2 separate regions of the Callithrix jacchus genome follow, and region 1 is linked to region 2. The links are chromatin contacts, called in public Hi-C maps. All regions are on one chromosome and are shown on one strand. The core of a region is the stretch at or near the end of the contact, and the rest is flanking DNA. Distances in the headings are between cores, read along the strand shown. Region 1 has its middle 55 kb from the start of PKDCC. Region 2 overlaps EML4 (EMAP like 4).

The links. Hi-C and Micro-C count contacts between places; a contact is called where the count stands out from the background.
Region 1: a contact with region 2 is called in a Hi-C map of induced pluripotent stem cells, with 3 times the contacts expected there. The contact joins two enhancer-like sites. A contact is called at or near these places in 2 of 3 Hi-C or Micro-C datasets (induced pluripotent stem cells and skeletal muscle).

The regions. Positions count from the first base shown.
Region 1 is chr14:72,747,535-72,752,541 of calJac240_pri, reverse strand. No RefSeq gene overlaps it. Among named protein-coding and RNA genes, the nearest start is that of PKDCC, 55 kb to the left of the region's middle. Within about 2 kb of position 3,096, at least 12 of the 16 cell types and tissues checked have an H3K27ac peak or open chromatin away from gene starts, as enhancers often do.
Region 2 is chr14:72,654,320-72,658,616 of calJac240_pri, reverse strand. All of the region lies in intron 1 of EML4 (EMAP like 4), which reads left to right. Among named protein-coding and RNA genes, the nearest start is that of EML4, 27 kb to the left of the region's middle. Within about 2 kb of position 2,511, at least 3 of the 16 cell types and tissues checked have an H3K27ac peak or open chromatin away from gene starts, as enhancers often do.

The sequences.
Region 1 (5,007 bases), core at 1,847-4,346, 93 kb before region 2:
CTCTTCTGCCATGCCTTTTCCCTTCCCCTTCTCTTCTTCCCTCTGCTGTTCCTTAAAACCCTGGGGTTTCTGCCCACAGAACCCGGAGGGGAACATGGAAGGGCTGAGAGAGTCCACCCCCTTCTGAGCAGATGAGGAAGTGATGATCAGAGGTCACTGTCTTGGTCAGTTCCTGTTTCTGGAGCAAAGATGCCAAAATCTCTTCCTTTTTCTTGTGAAAAATATCGGGGTTTTGGCTTTCAAAATTCCCAGAACCAGTGCTGTCACTGCGAGCTGGCTGCGTTTCTGCCTGCCTGTGTCTGTGTGAAAGGTCTGCTGCAGCCTCCTAGGCCTGCTCCTAGGTGTCCAGAGGCATTGTTGGAAGTGATATCTCATTCCCTGCCACTCCCAAGTCCCACAGATGCCCACCAGTCAGTCTGAGGAGGGGTAAGTGCATCAGAACAGGCCTGACATGGATCTCCTATTTCCTCCCAGGGCCTGACAGAGGACGTGATCTGTAGGGAGCCCCTTCCCAGGCCTAGATCAGGCTACTCAGTGGAAACTTCAGCAGGCCATTCAGACTCAGGAAATGTGGGCCAGTTTCCCAGGTTGGGAAACTCGATCCCTGTTCTGCTTCTGAACTTGAAGCCATCCTACCTTGGAAGAAGGTGGACAAAGCCACTGTCATGCTTGCCCCCAGCCCTGGGCCAGGGCACTACCTCCCGAGTTCTAGTTTTATTTGGAATGGCTGAACAACACTGCTTCATGTAGAGTCAGACCTTGTGGAGCCCTAAGCTGAGAAATGAGGTGCACCAGCATGGGGAACAGAGGTAGGGGGACGGCGGGCTACAGAAACAGGTGCATAGCATCTAAACCAAACTCAGAGCCTCAAGCCAGGGTAAGAAAGAAAGCGAGAGTGGGGGTTGGCACTGAGGTTGGATCAAGGTGTGCAGTTCAGAGTGGTCTTGGGGAAGTGGTGGTTCTGGACCCTCTGGACTGGGCCCACCTTGGAATGGAAGGTAAGAGAGGGCAGGGCAGGGTCTGGATAGCAAGTTCTCTGTGTATGCAGGAAGCAACGATGAGAGCTTTCTAGCAAGTTCCACATCTGGCCTGCGTTTCCTCTGGTCTCTGCTTCTATTTATACTGTCCCCACCCAATTCCTTCCTCTTTCTCTCATTCATTCAGCAAACATTTAGGTAGTGCATTTACTGTAAAGGCAAACACAATTCTAGACAATAGGTACAATGGTTTGGATGTGTATCCCCTCAAAATCTCATACTGAATTGTAACCCCAACATTGGAGGTAGGAAGGTGTCGGTCATGGGGGTGGAACCCACATGGCTCGGTGTACTCCTCACCACAGTGAGTGAGTTCTCATGAGATCTAGTTGTTCAAAAGTATGTGGTGCCTCTCCCTCCATGCTCTCTCTTGCTCCTCCTCTGCCCACGTGAGATGCCCCCTTTGCCCTCCACCATGATTGAAAGCTCCATGAGGCTTCACCAGAAGCTGAGCAGATGACAGCACCATGCTTCCTCTAAAGCCTGCAGAACCATGAGCCAATTAAACCTCTCTTCTTTATAAAAAACTGCTTAGTCTCAGGTATTTCTTTACAGCAATGTGAAAATGGCCTAATACAGTAGATCCACAAAGCTATAGAAGATTTGGCCAATCTCTGCCCTTATAGAGCTATGGTCAAGCTAGGGAGATAAGTTTACAAGTGAATATTCACGATCCAGTGTGAAAAGTGCAATACTGTGGCTGTGGAAGCAGGAGTAGAAGTTGGGGGAGAGGGTCAAGGAATCATCCATAGAGAATAGGCACCATTGGAGCTGGAAACCAGTGAAGGGGAGGAAGATCCTACCTGGGGTTGGAAAAACAGGGCAGGGGGGTGTGAGTACAGCAGTCAACAGCGGGAAGAGTTCAGGGGCAGGACAGAAGGTAAAGCCTTTCAAATGCCACTGTTGATAGGATCAGACGTCCCAGTGGAGACTGAGGGAGGAGAGAGATCATGGATCCGTTAATCAGACCCTGTTCCAAGTGCCAGGGGCCATCCTATTAGCAGATGTTAGAGGGTACCCAACCTAAGGTTCTCCATTCTCTTTTCCCCTTTCCAATTCCCCAGCCAAATCACGGTTTTGCTTGAGTCTAGGGGAAGCTGGGAGCGTTCTCAAGCTAACCCAACCCCCAGGTTTTCAGTCTCCTTCTCACACCTCCATGCCTCTGTATAGTGTGATCCGGCCTCGTCACTCAGGCCCAGGTCATAACTGACCTCAGCTGCCATTCTCCCGGCTCTGCTTCTAACCCTCACCCTCCCCACTGGCCGCAACAATCTCACCCGCGGCCGGCCTCTCCCTCACCGCCAGCCCCATCCCCTCGAAGCCAACTCTGCCTGGCCCACCATGCCTGCAGCAGAAAGGCCCCAGGCTGGGCCTAGAACACTGGGGTCCTCAGCGACCAGCGCTTTCCAAAGCTGAAGCCAGGATCTGCGGAGGCCCTACTGCCCCCAGGCAGAACCCAGGTCCCCTGCATCCTCTTGCGCTGCGCTCCAAGCGTGTCGTTAGCCAACCCAGAAGGCAGGGCCTGATTCGGGATCAGCAGGGGCTGCAGGGGCTGCAGGGCCGCTCTGAGAGTGGGTGACCCAGGCCCCTCTTGAACCCTCAGGCCCTGCTGAAGCAGAGACGCTGAGCGGGGCCGAGGGGTCTCTGCGGGAGCCGAACCTGCGCCCCTTCACACGCTCCCCTGTTCGAGGGTTCACGGGTCTCTGGAGGCCCAGATACTGGCAGAGTGGCGGGAGCGCTCCGGGGACGAGGACCCGGTTCGGGGCCGCCCTCTCCAGCGCCGGGATCTGGGCTCACCCTCCGCCGCGCCCCGACCCCGCCCCGTCCCACTGGGGGAGCCCCGCCCGCCTGCCCGAGGCCCCTGCACTGCACCGCGGGAGGAATCCCAGCCATTTCCTCCAAGCCGCGCGGTATGTGGCCTGCCCGCCGTCGACCGCAGCGCGAGCCTGGCAGCTGCCCGGGCCCCGCCATACTTCTCAAGATTCCCGGCCAGCCGCCCCCTCGTCCTGGGCCACCAGACCGACCTTTCCGGCAGCTCCAGGCCCATGCGGCCCTGCCGGGCTCCTGCTCCACCCCGTGCCTCTGCCAGAACCTCTCCCAGCCCTGCGCGGTGGTCCCCGGCCCAGGCGCCCCCTCCCCGGAATGCCCCGGATGGTCCCCCGAGTCCGAGCTGGAAACTGAAGTTGACACTTGCTCCGTCACCCTGGAGCAAGTTGCTTTGCCTAAGCCTCAGTTTCTTCTTCTGTGAAATGGGGGCGTTGGCAGGAGTGCCTGCCTCACTGTGCTGCCCGGGCGGGGGGTGTGAAAGAAAAGGAAAGCGTTGGACAACTGTCAACGCGATTTTCACTTCCCTAGGTACCATGAGGGTCCTGGCTTTCCGCACAGGATCTTAGCGCCCGCCCTGCCCCCTCGCCTCTCCTCCAGCACAGTTGCGGGTGCAGCAGGCAGGCCAGGCTTTGCAAGTGGGCAGAGGAGAGGGCTGGGGCCTGCCCAAGACTGCTCTCTGCACAGCTTAAACAACGCCTGAAGGTCCCACAACACGGCCTTCCTCAAGATTCAGCGTGGCCCTCTCCTCAATCACTAGGTTCTTGAAAAGCCCAAAGGACAGTTATTTACATTTTTAAAAAATGATGTCATCGCAGTCTGAGCACGGCCAGACACGTAGTGATTAGGGGAAGTCGAAAGTGCAGATGGGTTCGCAAACGTGGACTCTCCAGTTGTGGGTCTGCAGATGGGGCCGGCCACCACGTGCTCTCCCAGTTCTCTTTCCAAGTACAGATCCCTCTTGAGACAGAACATTTTTCCGCCTTTAATTCTTCCCAGGCGCTGCGGAGGAAGGCGTGAGAGCCAGAGCCCGGGGCGACTTGGAGGGGGAATCGCTTCCCCATCGCCCACACCTGCCTCACCCACACCCACGGCGGCCGCAAATGCGACACCGCGTGGCCCTGGAAAGCCCCGAGTTTCACCAGGCCCAACCACCCGCGGCTTTACAGGCGCAGCACCAAGCGGTGCTCTGCCTGTGTTCCCCCAGACAGCCCCTGGTTGTGATTTGTCATTTCCCTTCCAGCCAGAGTCCCAAGGCCGAGAACCCTTGCAGAGAGATGCGCCCCCCTCATTCCCCACACGCGCCACAGCCACGGGCCGCATAAATAAATCCAGGTGGACGCAGACCCAGAAACACAGGTGCTATAAATATCCCAGCCCAGTCGGGAGACTGAGCTCCCAGGCAGCCCCTTGCCCCCACCCTCCCGAGCCTAGCACTTCCGGCCACCGCAGCGCTGAGGGCGGATCTCCACGCGGTGGGAGGAGCGGGCTCCACCAGGATCGCAAGCCTGGCTTCCCTTTCTTTCTTCTCCCCGGAGCCTCTGGCGGCCCAACCTGAGGGCTTGCCCTCTCCTCTAGATCCACCTCCCTAACTCTCAATCGCAAACCTCCCCCTCCCTCCCCCTGGTATTTTTAGAGGCCTTCTCTCTTGGACCCCACACTGTGTCCAGGCTTCAAGAAACGCTGGCTTCTCTTTCTAGATAGATAAGCATAGTTGGAAGGCAACAACCTCAATCAGATTTTACAATTTAAAATTTGATTCTAAACTTTTTCTTTTTGAAACAGGATCTTGCTCTGTCACCTAGGCTGGAGTGCAGTGGCACCATCATGGCTCACTGCAGCCTTGACCTCCCAGGTTCAAGCGATCCTCCCATCTCAGCCTCCCTAGTAGTTGGGACTACAGGCATGTGCCACCATTCCTGGCTAATTGTTTTGTTTTGTTTTTTGTTTTGTTACAGGGTTTCACTATGTTGCCCAGGCTGGTCTTGAACTCCTGGACTCAAGTGATCTGCCCACCTCAGCCTAAGAATGTGCTGGGGATTACAGGCTTGAGCCACTCCATCCAGCCCTTGATTCTACACTTTTAATAGCATTTTTTAATATGATTAAAACATAGGCTCGAGGCAGAGTAGACCTAAAAGAGGGG
Region 2 (4,297 bases), core at 1,262-3,761:
TAAAATGTGTTAACATTACTTTATTGTGAAATAGTTGTAGAATTTCCCTTTTACCATATTAGGGTAATTCATGTTTGCTCATTTTTAATTTTATTAATCATTGTTTTTACAGCCTATATAAATATATATAAAAAGATTAGTTATCATAAACTTTTAATGTGTAATGTTAATGGTTTGTTTGAAAGGGGGATATCCTGTGATGTTTGGTTAAGGAAATCAAGTCCTTTTAAATAAGATTAGACAAAGTATATTTGTATATTTTTCAATTATTTTCTTTATATTTCTTTTTTTTAATCTAGTCATGAATCCAGATCTTTATTTTTCATTTCTCTTTATTTTATTTTTTGCACAGATAATTTATATTATTGTTGACTTGTACTATGGATACAAATTTTTTGTCAAAATATTCTGTGAATATTTTCCCCTGCATTGTGGCTTACCTCATTATTTTGTTAATGATATCTTTTGGTTGAGTAGGACTTTTAAATTTATCTTTTTATTTCTTTATTTTTTTAAGACAAGGTCTTGCTCTGTTGCCCAGGCTGGAGTGCAGTAGTAGCTCATGTGATCTCAGCTGACACAACCTCCACCTCTTGTGCTCAGTAGATCCTCTCGCCTCAGCCTACCAAGTAGCTAGGACTACAGATGTGCACTACCATGCCCAGCTAATCTTTGCATTTTTTGTAGAGATGGGATTTTCACCATGTTGCCCATTCTGGTCTTGAACTCCTGGGCTCAAGCAATTCACTAGTCTCAGCTCCCAAAATGCTGGGATTACAGGAGTGAGCAGGGATTTTTAATCTTTATGTTCTGATTTATCATTTGTTCCTTAGGGCTTTGACTTTTAGGTCTATGATCTACCTCAGATTAATTTCTGTATATGGTGTAAGATAAGAGTTAAAAGTTAATTTTTTTCTTATAAATATCCTTGTAAACAGTAACAAACAACATTGTTTGGCAAAGACTTTGCTTTATATCCAAATTGAGTAATCAGTATTACATTTTAAAATTATTAGTTCTTTGAAAGTAGTTGCATGATTAGCTAGCTCATTGGTTACAGAAGCTATTCTTTTAGGTCAGAATTACGGGTTTATATCTTTAGGATCCAGTTAACTTGGCCTTGTTTTGTGGCCATGGAATGTATTTTTCCTAACTTACTTTAGTCATTTGGTAGATTTCTTTCATCCTGAGTAAGAGGGTATATGATAACTTCATCATGCTATGAGATAAAACATTAGAGCATATGCCTTACGTGACTATTAACTAATTTTGTGTGAGAGTACATTATTACATTTTTAAGGATACAGTATTTGTAGTATTATAATGTCTAATGTAGCATACTGTTTTTATGCCATACCAAAATAAGCAAAAATACATTGATTTTAGTAAACATTAGGAAATAATTTTTCAGTTTTATATAGAGTGGGATCCATTTGTTAGGTTTTGTGGGTAAATGATGGTGAGTATAAAAATTCAAGACATAGGAAAATTCAAAATGTACATTTGCATATACTTGTGCCAATGTGTAGACCATTCTGTGAACCCAATTATTGCCTTACATTTCTGAGATACCAGTGTTAAACATGAGTTATCTTTTAAGAGGCTGAATTTGAATTATATTACTCTGTTAGGATTTTTGCCAGCTTTTGGTTAATCATTATTTTGTTGATTATGTTTGGTTCAAGATGACTCATTTTTCAAGGAGCTTTATTGAAACATTACATATTTACTACAGGAAGCCTGGACGGAAATGTGGCATCAGGTTATTGGAGACTTTTTCTCCAATCTTTATTGCACCAAGTTTTATTAAAGTTAATTATTTTTCAGTAACTGAATTCCCTGTAGAACCTAGTACTTCATTAACCAAATGTTATAGGAACAGTTATTCCTTTTTCATGGCAGACAAATATATATCTTTGATGATTGTTTAAATATTGGTCATACTTCCATACTATACATTGACCAAACTTAGGTGGAGTATTTTATTCTCACCGAATTGAATATGGTCATTAACTGAGAATTTTGGAATTAGAAAGACTGGAGATTTACCCTCGTTTATAAAATTTACTAGCTTTGGAAGCTTGGTCATATACCTCTCTGAGCCTTAGCATTCATTCATTCTTTAATGAGTGAATTAACACATTCATTTATTAATGAACTTGGATAAGAATAATTACCTTGCAAGATTAGATTAAAAGGACATATAAAAGTATTAGCACTTAATATGTGCTTAATGATAATTATCTGTTGACACTTATAGTAAGTATTGAAGTTAGGAGTGCCAGTCATTTAGCCCTTCTCTCTCCAGGTTCTAAGAGATAAATAAGGGACACAGCATAAGACCAGTACTCTGATCTGTTTCTAAAATTTAGACTCTCTGATAACAGCAGAATTTGAAATCATAACATGGATCTAAGGATAAGTTGAGAGTCTGCTGCAGTCACCAGCAAATCTAGACTGTGAGACTGTAGGGGAATTCATTCTGCCATGCCTACTCTGAATACACTTAATCTGGCAGCTAGTGAGAAGATTAGAGGCTTACTTTATGTACCTAGGTATCAGCCTAACAAGAGCTGGAGTGAGAAAGGGAAAGATGGCCCTGTTTTCTATGCAGTAACCTAATTTCCTTTCTGTTAAAAATAAGGTCCAAGGAAAGCTAACCCACCAAATTAGTAACATCCCTTCCCCCTCTACCCCTGCAGGAGTTTCTGGCTTGAGTTTGTGGAAAGGAGACTGGGAGAGTTTTCTGTAATACCTAATACAGTAACTACCCTGTCTCCACCCTGCCCTCTACTGCAGGAAAGAGAAGGGAAGTCTCATTCTTTATAATAGGAGATTAGTGTGAGAGTGCCCCCTACTTTGAAAAAGTAAATTTCACTTCTGTTCAGTGTTTTTATAGGCCCATAGAATAAATACATACAGTAGAAGAGCCCTGCAAAAATGAAAAGCCATGCAAGTAATCAAAGTAAATATTGGCTTACGGAAGTAAATTGTGTCTTTATTTTTTGAGGCAGGATTTCTGTCACCCAGGTTGGAAGTGCAGTGGTGAGATCACTGCTCTCTGCAACTTTGACCTCCAAGGATCAGGTGATCCTCTCACCTCTGATTCCCAAGTGGTTGGGACCACAGGTATGCACCACCACTCCTGGCTAATTTTTGTATTTTTTTTTTTGTAGAGACGAGGTTTAGCCCTATGCCCAGGCTGGTCTCCAACTATGTGGGCTCAAGCTATCTGCTTGCCTCAGCTTCCCGAAATACTGGGTTTACAGGCATGAGCCACCATGCTCCCAGCCATCTTTTATTTTTAATAGAAAAATTGATGTTTGTAAAAAAAAAAAAAAAAAAAGAACCCACCAAAAAGATAGATATAAGCAATAATGATAAGAGTTCTATTTGCAAAGAAATATTTCAAATATCTACTTAAATACTCAAAAATTTTTAATGAAAAAGTAAGATAGGAATAGGGGAGACACTCTAGAGCACTGGGGGAAGGCTTGGTATTTAACTCAAGAGGCATCTGTTTTATTGAGTGGGGAGAGGCTGGGTGTAGTGGCTCACACCTGTAATCCCAGCACTTTGGAAGACCAAGGTGGGAGGATTGCTTGAGGCCAGGAGTTCAAGACCAGCTTGGGCAAGATAGTGAGACCTAAAAAAAAAAAGAAGGAAAATTTTTAGAAAAAGAAAAGGTGGTAAGGATGCTAATTTGGTGAGGAATATTTCTTCCTGGAGTCTGCTGTTTTCTCTTTGAAAGAGGAAGTGAGGACATTCTGAGAAGGATGAGGTAGAAAACTGGAAAATTGAAAGCAGGAAGAGTGTTATGGGGATTTGGAATAGTTACTGGGGCAATGGGAGTTGGAGTTCACTTAGAAAATAGAGAGAGACCAAAATGAGTTTGATGACCATGGGTTTTTGTGGTGGTCTCTATTGTGTGTATATATTCTCATTCCTTCACTCTGTCTCCAGTACTCAGCAGCCACTGTATAGAAACAGAAAAGCTGAGCAGCCAAAATATTCTGGTATTGGTGGAGACAGGACTTGACAAACAAAAGTGGTGTGGGAAGACCCAGGGGCCAAAAGTTGAAAGTATTGCAGTAAGAGTGGTTGAAGTGATATGTCTTGGGGGTTTAGGCTGGAGAGGGAACAAATTGAAGCCAAGACAAGGCTGATAGGTGGGGAGAAAGTGGAACAATATTAACACCAAAAGTTTCCACGAAGCTAAAGAGTGAATTGGGATGGGAAATAGGAGTGAAAGAGACAAAGGATAAGAGCTTCTGGTTATGGGCCACGATAATGAGTT